Linked DNA regions of Mus musculus: all the other regions are linked to region 1. A link is a contact called in public Hi-C and Micro-C data. All regions are on one chromosome and are shown on one strand. The core of a region is the stretch at or near the end of the contact, and the rest is flanking DNA. Distances in the headings are between cores, read along the strand shown.

Evidence for each region. A called contact is a pair of places that touch in the nucleus more often than the background predicts.
Region 2: a Micro-C map of muscle stem cells shows a contact between it and region 1, with 5 times the contacts expected there. The contact joins two enhancer-like sites. A contact is called at or near these places in 5 of 484 Hi-C or Micro-C datasets (the MC3T3-E1 cell line, muscle stem cells, nephron progenitors and 1 more) and 7 of 115 datasets of contacts at active chromatin or transcription factors (CD8 T cells, bone marrow-derived dendritic cells, embryonic fibroblasts and 4 more).
Region 3: a Hi-C map of uterus shows a contact between it and region 1, with 2.1 times the contacts expected there. The contact joins two enhancer-like sites. A contact is called at or near these places in 1 of 15 datasets of contacts at CTCF or cohesin (large pre-B cells), 16 of 484 Hi-C or Micro-C datasets (the C2C12 cell line, the Patski cell line, bone marrow-derived macrophages and 10 more), 4 of 115 datasets of contacts at active chromatin or transcription factors (double positive thymocytes, extraembryonic endoderm stem cells, neural progenitor cells and 1 more) and 4 of 9 other capture datasets (adipose tissue, embryonic stem cells, liver and 1 more).

Annotation. Positions count from the first base shown.
Region 1 is chr13:24,564,206-24,566,905 of GRCm38.p6, reverse strand. It overlaps a transcript of Ripor2 not described here. Among named protein-coding and RNA genes, the nearest start is that of Ripor2, 73 kb to the left of the region's middle. Within about 2 kb of position 1,320, at least 158 of the 459 cell types and tissues checked have an H3K27ac peak or open chromatin away from gene starts, as enhancers often do. A contact at or near this core is called in embryonic fibroblasts, liver, muscle stem cells and 1 more, where this site is marked.
Region 2 is chr13:24,656,099-24,658,851 of GRCm38.p6, reverse strand. The region is part of intron 1 of Ripor2 (RHO family interacting cell polarization regulator 2); the gene reads right to left. Among named protein-coding and RNA genes, the nearest start is that of Ripor2, 19 kb to the right of the region's middle. Within about 2 kb of position 1,476, at least 37 of the 459 cell types and tissues checked have an H3K27ac peak or open chromatin away from gene starts, as enhancers often do. A contact at or near this core is called in embryonic fibroblasts and muscle stem cells, where this site is marked.
Region 3 is chr13:24,685,558-24,688,257 of GRCm38.p6, reverse strand. The region is part of intron 8 of Ripor2 (RHO family interacting cell polarization regulator 2); the gene reads right to left. Among named protein-coding and RNA genes, the nearest start is that of Ripor2, 48 kb to the right of the region's middle. Within about 2 kb of position 1,422, at least 37 of the 459 cell types and tissues checked have an H3K27ac peak or open chromatin away from gene starts, as enhancers often do. A contact at or near this core is called in liver and uterus, where this site is marked.

The DNA of each region.
Region 1 (2,700 bases), core at 71-2,570:
CATGTCCAAAATGTGACTATTGGTTATGACTTAGGAAAATAATCAGCTCTTCACACCTATGAGGTACAGCCTAACAAGGAGTGGTAGGAACACAACCTGAGTCAAGTCTGTTGGAGCACAGAGAGCACCTGCCACACAGGGGTACAAGCAGGACTAAGAGCTGGTCACAAGAGTCCCTGGATGCTATGGATGTACCTTTAAATTCTGTATTTAATATTTTAAAGTTACATTTACGTACGTATGTATGTATGTATGCATGAATTGTGGGAATGGGCACATGTATAGAGATCAGAGGGCAATTTTCCAGAGTCATTTCTATTCTAGTACCATGCAAGTCCCCTATAATGGAACTCAGGTCATTAGACTTGGTGGCAGACATCTTTATTGACAAAACCATCTTTCCAGTCCATGGTGTCTTGAAATAGGGTCTCACTCAGTAGCCCAGGCTAGCTTAGTACTGACTATGTAATATAGGTTAGACTTAAACTCACAACAATCTTGCCTTAGCTTCTGATATGCTGGGATTTCAGGTGTGACCCATTACAGTGCCTCTGCCCTGACACTTCCTTCCATACTTTAGCCTACCTCCTGACTTCAAATCACACCAGAGTGCATATCACTGGGCCAACCAGTGTGGGAGAGAGAGGCCAGGCCCAGAGGTGTGGAGAGCAGGCATACAGCCTTTCCCAGGGCCTCTGAATGGCCTCATTCATTCACTGTTCCAGGCTTCTATCGCAGATAGCTCCACTTCCCTTCCCTGTGGAATAACTTTCCCCACCTCCCTATGAGATACAAAACCAGGGCTGACTCCCAAATAGTTGGAATTCTTTTCTCTGAGTTGCACTGACTTAGCTCTGCTCTGTTTGAACAAAAGGGCGTAGGATTTGGACACGTCCCAAGAAGGTTATAAAGAATTTTATCTTGGGATAAGGCTCTCAATGGCTGCTCTCTGAATCCTGGGGGCCCAGTGGCTTCTGAGAAAGCAGAAAGCACTTATCAGCCAAACAAATATTTTTCCCAGCTTCCCTGCCAGTGGAGCCACAATGGAGTCTACCACAAAAGCCCACATAGATGCTTGCTTACCCTGCACACCCTCTGCCTTTAGGAAGGAAATAGATAAGAATAAAACCAAACGCAGAGAAAGGCTGTCACTCTGCTGCTGTTGTCCGCAGACACCCTAGCTGGATCCTCACTGTCCCTGCAGTGGTTGTGGAGTGAAGCATATCCATCCAGAGCGACTGGGCTATGTCCCTGGCCTGCCCGGTTTTGCTTTGTGTCACACACTCTGGAATGTTTGGACTTTGTGATAATACCATAGACACTGAGTCATATTGCCTAGGGTCCAACCCCCACCACTAATCCAGCTCACTAATCGTGCAACCCTGGGTAAGTCACTTGAGCTCTGTGCCACAGATTTGTAATATGTAAACTATAGAATGCAGAAGCAGCCACTTCATTGGCTTGTTGGAATCATTCAATGAGATGGAATTTGTAAGAGGCTTAGAGGCATTTCTGGCACTCAGTAAATGTTCAGCAAATGGAACTTTTTCCCTCGTAGCTCAAGCCCAAGCATGGAAGGGGATTCCTTTGCCGCTCAACATTCCTGGAGCAGGGAGCGGGACAGTTGTCTCCAGCCTGTGGTTCAGCCTCCACCATGGAATGCAGGACATGGTGAAAAGAGCCCCAGCCCAGGCCTTTGGCTCAATGTCTCCCTTTCCAAGATTAAGAGGGCTTTAGCAGTTTCTAACTTCCAAAAAAGATTTGTTTTTTTGGTAATAAAAGGAAAATATACTCATGAAAAAATTCATGCACTACTTAATAACATTTACAAAATTAAGACAAAATGCCCTGAAGTCTGGCTTTGTACAGAGAAAAATAAAAGGTTATGGGTTTGTGTGTTGCTGTTCCTTCCAGGACCCAGATTCTTTGAGCTCTGCTGTCTACTGGAGCAAAAGGAATTATCGAGTGGTGGCGGCGAGCAGTGGGCACTTGCTGCGTCCAGATGCCAGGGAGACGCACGGAGGGAGGGGTTCCCGTCTACTCTGCCTACATGCTTACTACTGCTTGAGGAGGATCTGGTCCCACTAGTGTTGCAGTTAGCCAGGGAGCTATGTCTGCCACACAGGACCCTGGGAGTCAAATTCCAAAGTATATGCGCATAATATGTCTTCCTAAATAATCAACTGTAGCTCAGTAAAATCTAAAAAGATGGAAAGAGAATTTCAGTAGTGAAATCTCTCTCTTTCTGTGTTTCTCTTTCTGTCCATCCATCTATTCTCTCTCTCTCTCTCTCTCTCTCTCTTTCACACACACACACACACACACACACACACACACACACACACACACACACACACACACACACACACAGAAGGAGGGGGAGGGAGGGAGGGAGGGAGGGGGAGAGAGAACTACCTTTGAATAAGGCGTCCCCTACTTGTTAAGCCCTCTGTAGGTGCTGGAGAGATGGCTCAGTAGATAAAGTGCTGGCCTCTTGAGGGCTGGAACTTGGATGTCCAGCATCCAAGTGAGAAGCTTGGCAGCTGCAGCAGCCTGCTGAAATCCCAGCACTCCAGAGGCAGAGCCAGAGGATCCCAGGGCAAGCCTTACCAGAACTGGTGAGCTCCAGGTTCAGCTAGAGACCCTGCCTCCATAAACAAAGTATAGAGAGACTGAGAAAAACTCTCAAGCTCTACTTCA
Region 2 (2,753 bases), core at 227-2,726, 92 kb before region 1:
CTTGCTTGTTTTTCTATTAATTTTTTTTTTTTGAGACAGCATCTCAGTGTGTACCCTGGGCTGGTCCTGAATCTACAGTCCTGTTTCAGATTCCAAATGCAGGAATTAAAAGCATGTGCCGTCATGCCTGGCTCAGCTGTTTCTGGAAGCATTTTCTGTGCAGCCCAGCCATAACTTAGCATCTTTAGAGATTCCCTTCACCATTATTTTTCCAAATGTCTTATGTCTTTAACCAAGCCACATCTTTTTTGAGGGTTACTAGCTGTCTTTTAAGGCTTCTAAGATAGTCAGTACAGGGCAAGACCCAAGAAATAAATCAGAAATCCACAGACAAACAAAAGCTTGGCTTTGGGGCCAGGTTGAAGCATTCCACTCAGTTTACTTCTGTAAGCCCTACTCTTTCTTGTCCTAAGTTATCAAGGTTGCTTCAAGGAGAAAAGCATAGCCTAGTGTGGGGCAATGGTCTTTCCCATTACCTAGAATTGCAGCTTGAAGACACACTTGAGTTTCATCAATCAAACGGAGCATGCGAATTATTATTTTTTATCTGTTTTTTTTCCATTTTTTATTAGGTATTTAGCTCATTTACATTTCCAATGCTATACCAAAAGTCCCCCATACCCACCCACCCCCCCTTCCCTACCCACCCACTCCCCCCTCTTGGCCCTGGCGTTCCCCTGTACTGGGGCATATAAAGTCTGCAAGTCCAATGGGCCTCTCTTTCCAGTGATGGCCGACCAGGCCATCTTTTGATACATATGCAGCTAGAGTCAAGAGCTCCGGGGTACTGGTTAGTTCATAATGTTGTTCCACCTATAGGGTTGCAGATCCCTTTAGCTCCTTGGCTACTTTCTCTAGCTCCTCCATTGGGAGCCCTGTGATCCATCCATTAGCTGATTGTGAGCATCCACTTCTGTGTTTGCCAGGCCCCGGCATAGTCTCACAAGAGACAGCTACATCTGGGACCTTTCAATAAAATCTTGCTAGTGTATGCAATGGTGTCAGCGTTTGGATGCTGATTATGGGGTGGATCCCTGGATATGGCAGTCTCTACATGGTCCATCCTTTCATCTCAGCTCCAAACTTTGTCTCTGTAACTCCTTCCATGGGTGTTTTGTTCCCCATTCTAAGGAGGGGCATAGTGTCCACACTTCAGTCTTCATTTTTCTTGAGTTTCATGTGTTTAGCAAATTGTATCTTATATCTTGGGTATCCCAGGTTTGGGGCTAATATCCACTTATCAGTGAGTACATATTGTGTGAGTTTCTTTGTGAATGTGTTACCTCACTCAGGATGATGCCCAGAGCATGCGAATTATAAGCCTCAATCATTTGATAGCTGAGAAAACACACAGTGAGGAAGTACTGTGCTGCCCCCAGTCTCTCTCCTAAGTCCCCTCCCCAAAGGTGACAGCACAGTACAGTATGTGGATGCTATTTTAAGTGCCTGCCTGAGTCATGTGAAGAGTAAAGAAGAAACGTTAACAGCCCATCTATTCATCGGGCTAGTCAATTGTACGAACTTCTAGATAATTGGCCGTGCTTCAGCCCTGGGGAAAATGACAATTCTGCTCCTTCTTCCGTTCTGGTGGATTAAATAAATGCAGGGAGTAGCAGCTGGCCTCAGGATAATTAGACGAGAAATGATTTAGGACACAAAACCCACTTAAATCTCTAGAGGGGTTGGGTTGATTTTGACTAATGTTGGCATTACTCATTTTAAAATGCAAAGCCTAGAACACGCACAGGACTTCAGAGCACACACTACACATCAAAGTGGGTTAGAAGGCAAGAGCGTTTTGCGCTTAAAGGAGGCTCAGGCTGTTTGTAATAATAAGTAATTTTGCCCCCCTCCTCCTCCCTCCTCCCTCCACCTTTTTTTAAACCGTGAGTATCAAAAGGGGAATGTGTCTTGGGAACATGGTTTTGGAGACAGCTTGGCTGATCCTGCTGAGAGAAAAACACACCCACCATGCCCCCTCCCCTTTTTGATCATCAGATTGAAAAAACATCGCTGTGGTGTGGAAGAAAGTGAGCTCCTCCCAGAGACTCTGCACTCGGACCGGACCGATCATCCCTAGGGCCTGGCCACTCCCTTAGTCGTGGTTTCTTTATAACAACCTCAAAATGATACTGACAGGTTCTCTTCCGTCCGATTTGGCTTTTCTAAAATTGTCACTTTTTTTTTTTTTTAAACGAGTGCCTGTGTTTTATTGTTCTCAACAGAACTGAGCTCCATCTTTGAGACATTAGGTAGAAACAGCGGTTGGGTTCTGGGAGACCATGCCCAGCAGTGTGCTAGGGATTGCTTTTGCATATTGTAAGCTTGACAAACGCCGACATTCTTTAATGGGACAAGAGTCAGGTAGAAAATGAGTCTGAGTTCTTATACATAAAGCTATATGCTGCATTCATGTTAGAGAATGGACAGGTAATTAAAATCTTCTTAGAGTAGGTGTATAAAATCAAACTGATAGTGTTTTTTTTTTTTTTTGTAGGACCCACTAATTTTTTGTGGCCATATTTTTTCATGTCCTCTATGTTATGTTATGTTATGTTATGTATTTATTCTTAGAGAATTTTATATATGTATACAAATGTATTATGATTGTACACACCTCCTCTCCCCAAATGCACCAGCCACCCCACAACAGGTTCCCCTTGCAACCTCATTATTGTCCTTTTTTTTTTTTTTTTTGGAGATTTATTGTATGATTTACCTGTGTGAATGTATATTCACACATTTGTAGGTGC
Region 3 (2,700 bases), core at 173-2,672, 120 kb before region 1:
TACACGGCCGCCGCCCTGGGACAGCTCCAGAGTCCCAGCTTCCATTACCCTTTCCACCTTCCTATTGATATTTACCAAAAGCCCACTGTGTGAGGGTGAAAATATTAATTTACATTTTAGAATTTCTCACTAAAAAAAAAAAACTATGACATAATTGCAGTGAAAAAATCAGCACAGACGTTTTCTATTTCTAACCTTTGAGTCCTGGGGCAAGTTTCTCCTGTGCTTGTACGTGCTTGTGCATGTATACACAGGCATATGTATGCCTATGTTTGCGGATGCTTCATAGACCCTTTTTTTTTTTTTTTTTTTTTTTTTTTCCTTTTTGAGATGGGATCTCTTACTGAACCTGGAGGTTGCTGTTTGGTTAGATTGGCTGGCCAGAAAGCACAGGGACCTACTACCCATCTCAAGTCCCTTTTCCATCAGAGGCCAAGTTGGGATTATAATCACATGACCCGATGCCCAGCTTTTTATGTGGGCTCTGCAGATCCAAACCCATATCCTTTTGCTCGCTTTATGCTGTCTTCCCTGCCCTGGGTTGTGTTTCTAGCAAACAAGATTTTACTCACGTAGACATAACAAGGATGATGTCACACTGTGTGTTTTACCTTCAGTGAATGGCTCAATTTATCTCAAATGGACAAATCTGCTTCCCATTGACCCATGGGCATGGTGATGAATAAGACGAATCCAGGGAAGCTTCAAAATGGGCTCACCTCTTACCATCTTTCGACACTAGATGGCAGCAGCTCACCAACTTGGCATGCCTTTTAGTTGGCGAGCCCATGCATTTAGGAGCAGCTCTCGCTAACAATTAGAAGCTAATGAGCCACTTAGGAGGACCCACTGTAATAAAAGCAGGATTGGAGGAAGCGATTTTCATGAATAATTCTGGAGCATTTAGGCTTTTTTCCCCCACCTCCACAAAAACACATCGGAAAGAAAGCACTGCTGGCTGGCTTTTATGAATCTGAAGCCCAATGTGCTAATTCTAAGAAAACCCTATTTACCCTTTGAATACCTACAAATTATCAGCTCCTGGTTAATCCACTAGCTGGTTACATGTTGAGGTGACAATAGGGACCCCGCTTCAGGGAAGCTGACTATGTACCATGATGGATACGTTGAGAAGGGTGGGGGGACTCTTTGACGATCTCCCTTCTCAAAATCACCAGAAATTTCTTATCACGGGAGGAGGAGGGCTGGGGTCGTGATGAGTTTTGGGTCTCACTGTCCATGGAATGAACACACCTTATTGACATTCCTTATAAGGCATCTCCAGCCTCTGGTGACAGTGATAACAGCAGAATGGCAGCAGGTAGGAGGAGCCAGTTCCAGCCGAAGCTCCCCAGGCGGGGGGAGCACTTCTGCTGGAGCACCAGCTATCGTGGACTTTGGGGCCTGGCTAGGTTCTGCAAATTCTGGCCCAAGGCCCTGCTGGCATTTCTACAGCTGCGAAAAGCCCAGTGTTTTCTCAGCTGCTTGGTGGTAACTGTTGTATCAGCTAGGTTTTCATGATGGCCACTCAGAAATCATCCCTGGGTTCCCTCAGGTGGGTCTCTTTTGATCTTTTACCTTGCTCCTGTGTTAATGATCCAACAGCTCTTCCACAGCCTGAATGGAGGACAGGGTGCTGCCCCCAGTGTGACTGTGGATAAATGATGCCCCCGCTCATGGTTGAACATTTGGCCACCAGCTGGGTAGCTCTGTTGTGGGAGGTTATGGAGTCTTTAAGAGTTAGGGCCTAGCTGGAGGAATCAGACACTGGAGAGTGTGTTCTTGAGGTTTATAACTCTGCTTTGCTTCCAGCCTGTGTCTGGCTTCCTGATCCACTCTAACCCCTGCCTCAGCTGCCGGCCTCTCCGACTACCATAGCTCCCCTTCCCATAGTGGACTAAACTCCTCCAAATCTTAAGCCGCCACGGATCGTTTTCCTCTTAAGTTGTTTCTTTCAGAGAATTTATCACAGTGGAGAAAGGTTGCAGATACAACCTCATAGCTATCTACAGCTACACAGCTATAGAGCCTCCCAGCTACCTACAGCCACACAGCTGCTCACCTGGCTCCCCGTGCCACTGGCTGCCTTTGCTCAGACACGGTTCTGGTCATAGAAGTACTCCATTGTTTCCCAGTTTTGCCATGACCTTCCTAAGAGTGTACCTCGGACTGTGTCTTAGTACTGGCCTTCCTGCTTCCTGGGCAGGTTTCCCAGTTCATCCTAAAGGCCATGGTGACCAGCTAGCACTGACCTCTGGACATGTGTCCTCCTGGAACTCATTTGAATGAGGTCATCGTTGGGAAGAAAAGCAGTTTTCTGTAAGACACGCAGTTCTTAGCTTCTTTTCTGATTTGGGGTCCTGAATCCAGCTGGGTCCTTACAGGTTTTTGGAATCTGGCCTCAACAGCTCCCCACAGCACTTTTACAGAGCACAGAGATCACAGCACCCCCCCCCCCCCCCGACAGCTTTGGGCAGCATCCCCGCCTTCAGGAGGGACTTTCAGTTTAGTTGTTCTAGCCAGAGGTTATTCAGGACGCTCTCTGCACCCCCCCCCCCCATCCTTTCCTCAGTGGGAACCTTCACTTAACATTTTTTATTTTTTCTTTTCTTCTTTCTGTCTGTCCCTCTGTTCCTCTTCCTTCCTTCCTCTTCTTTCCTTCCTTCTCTCCTTCTTGCCTTTCTTTCCTTCTCTCTCTGT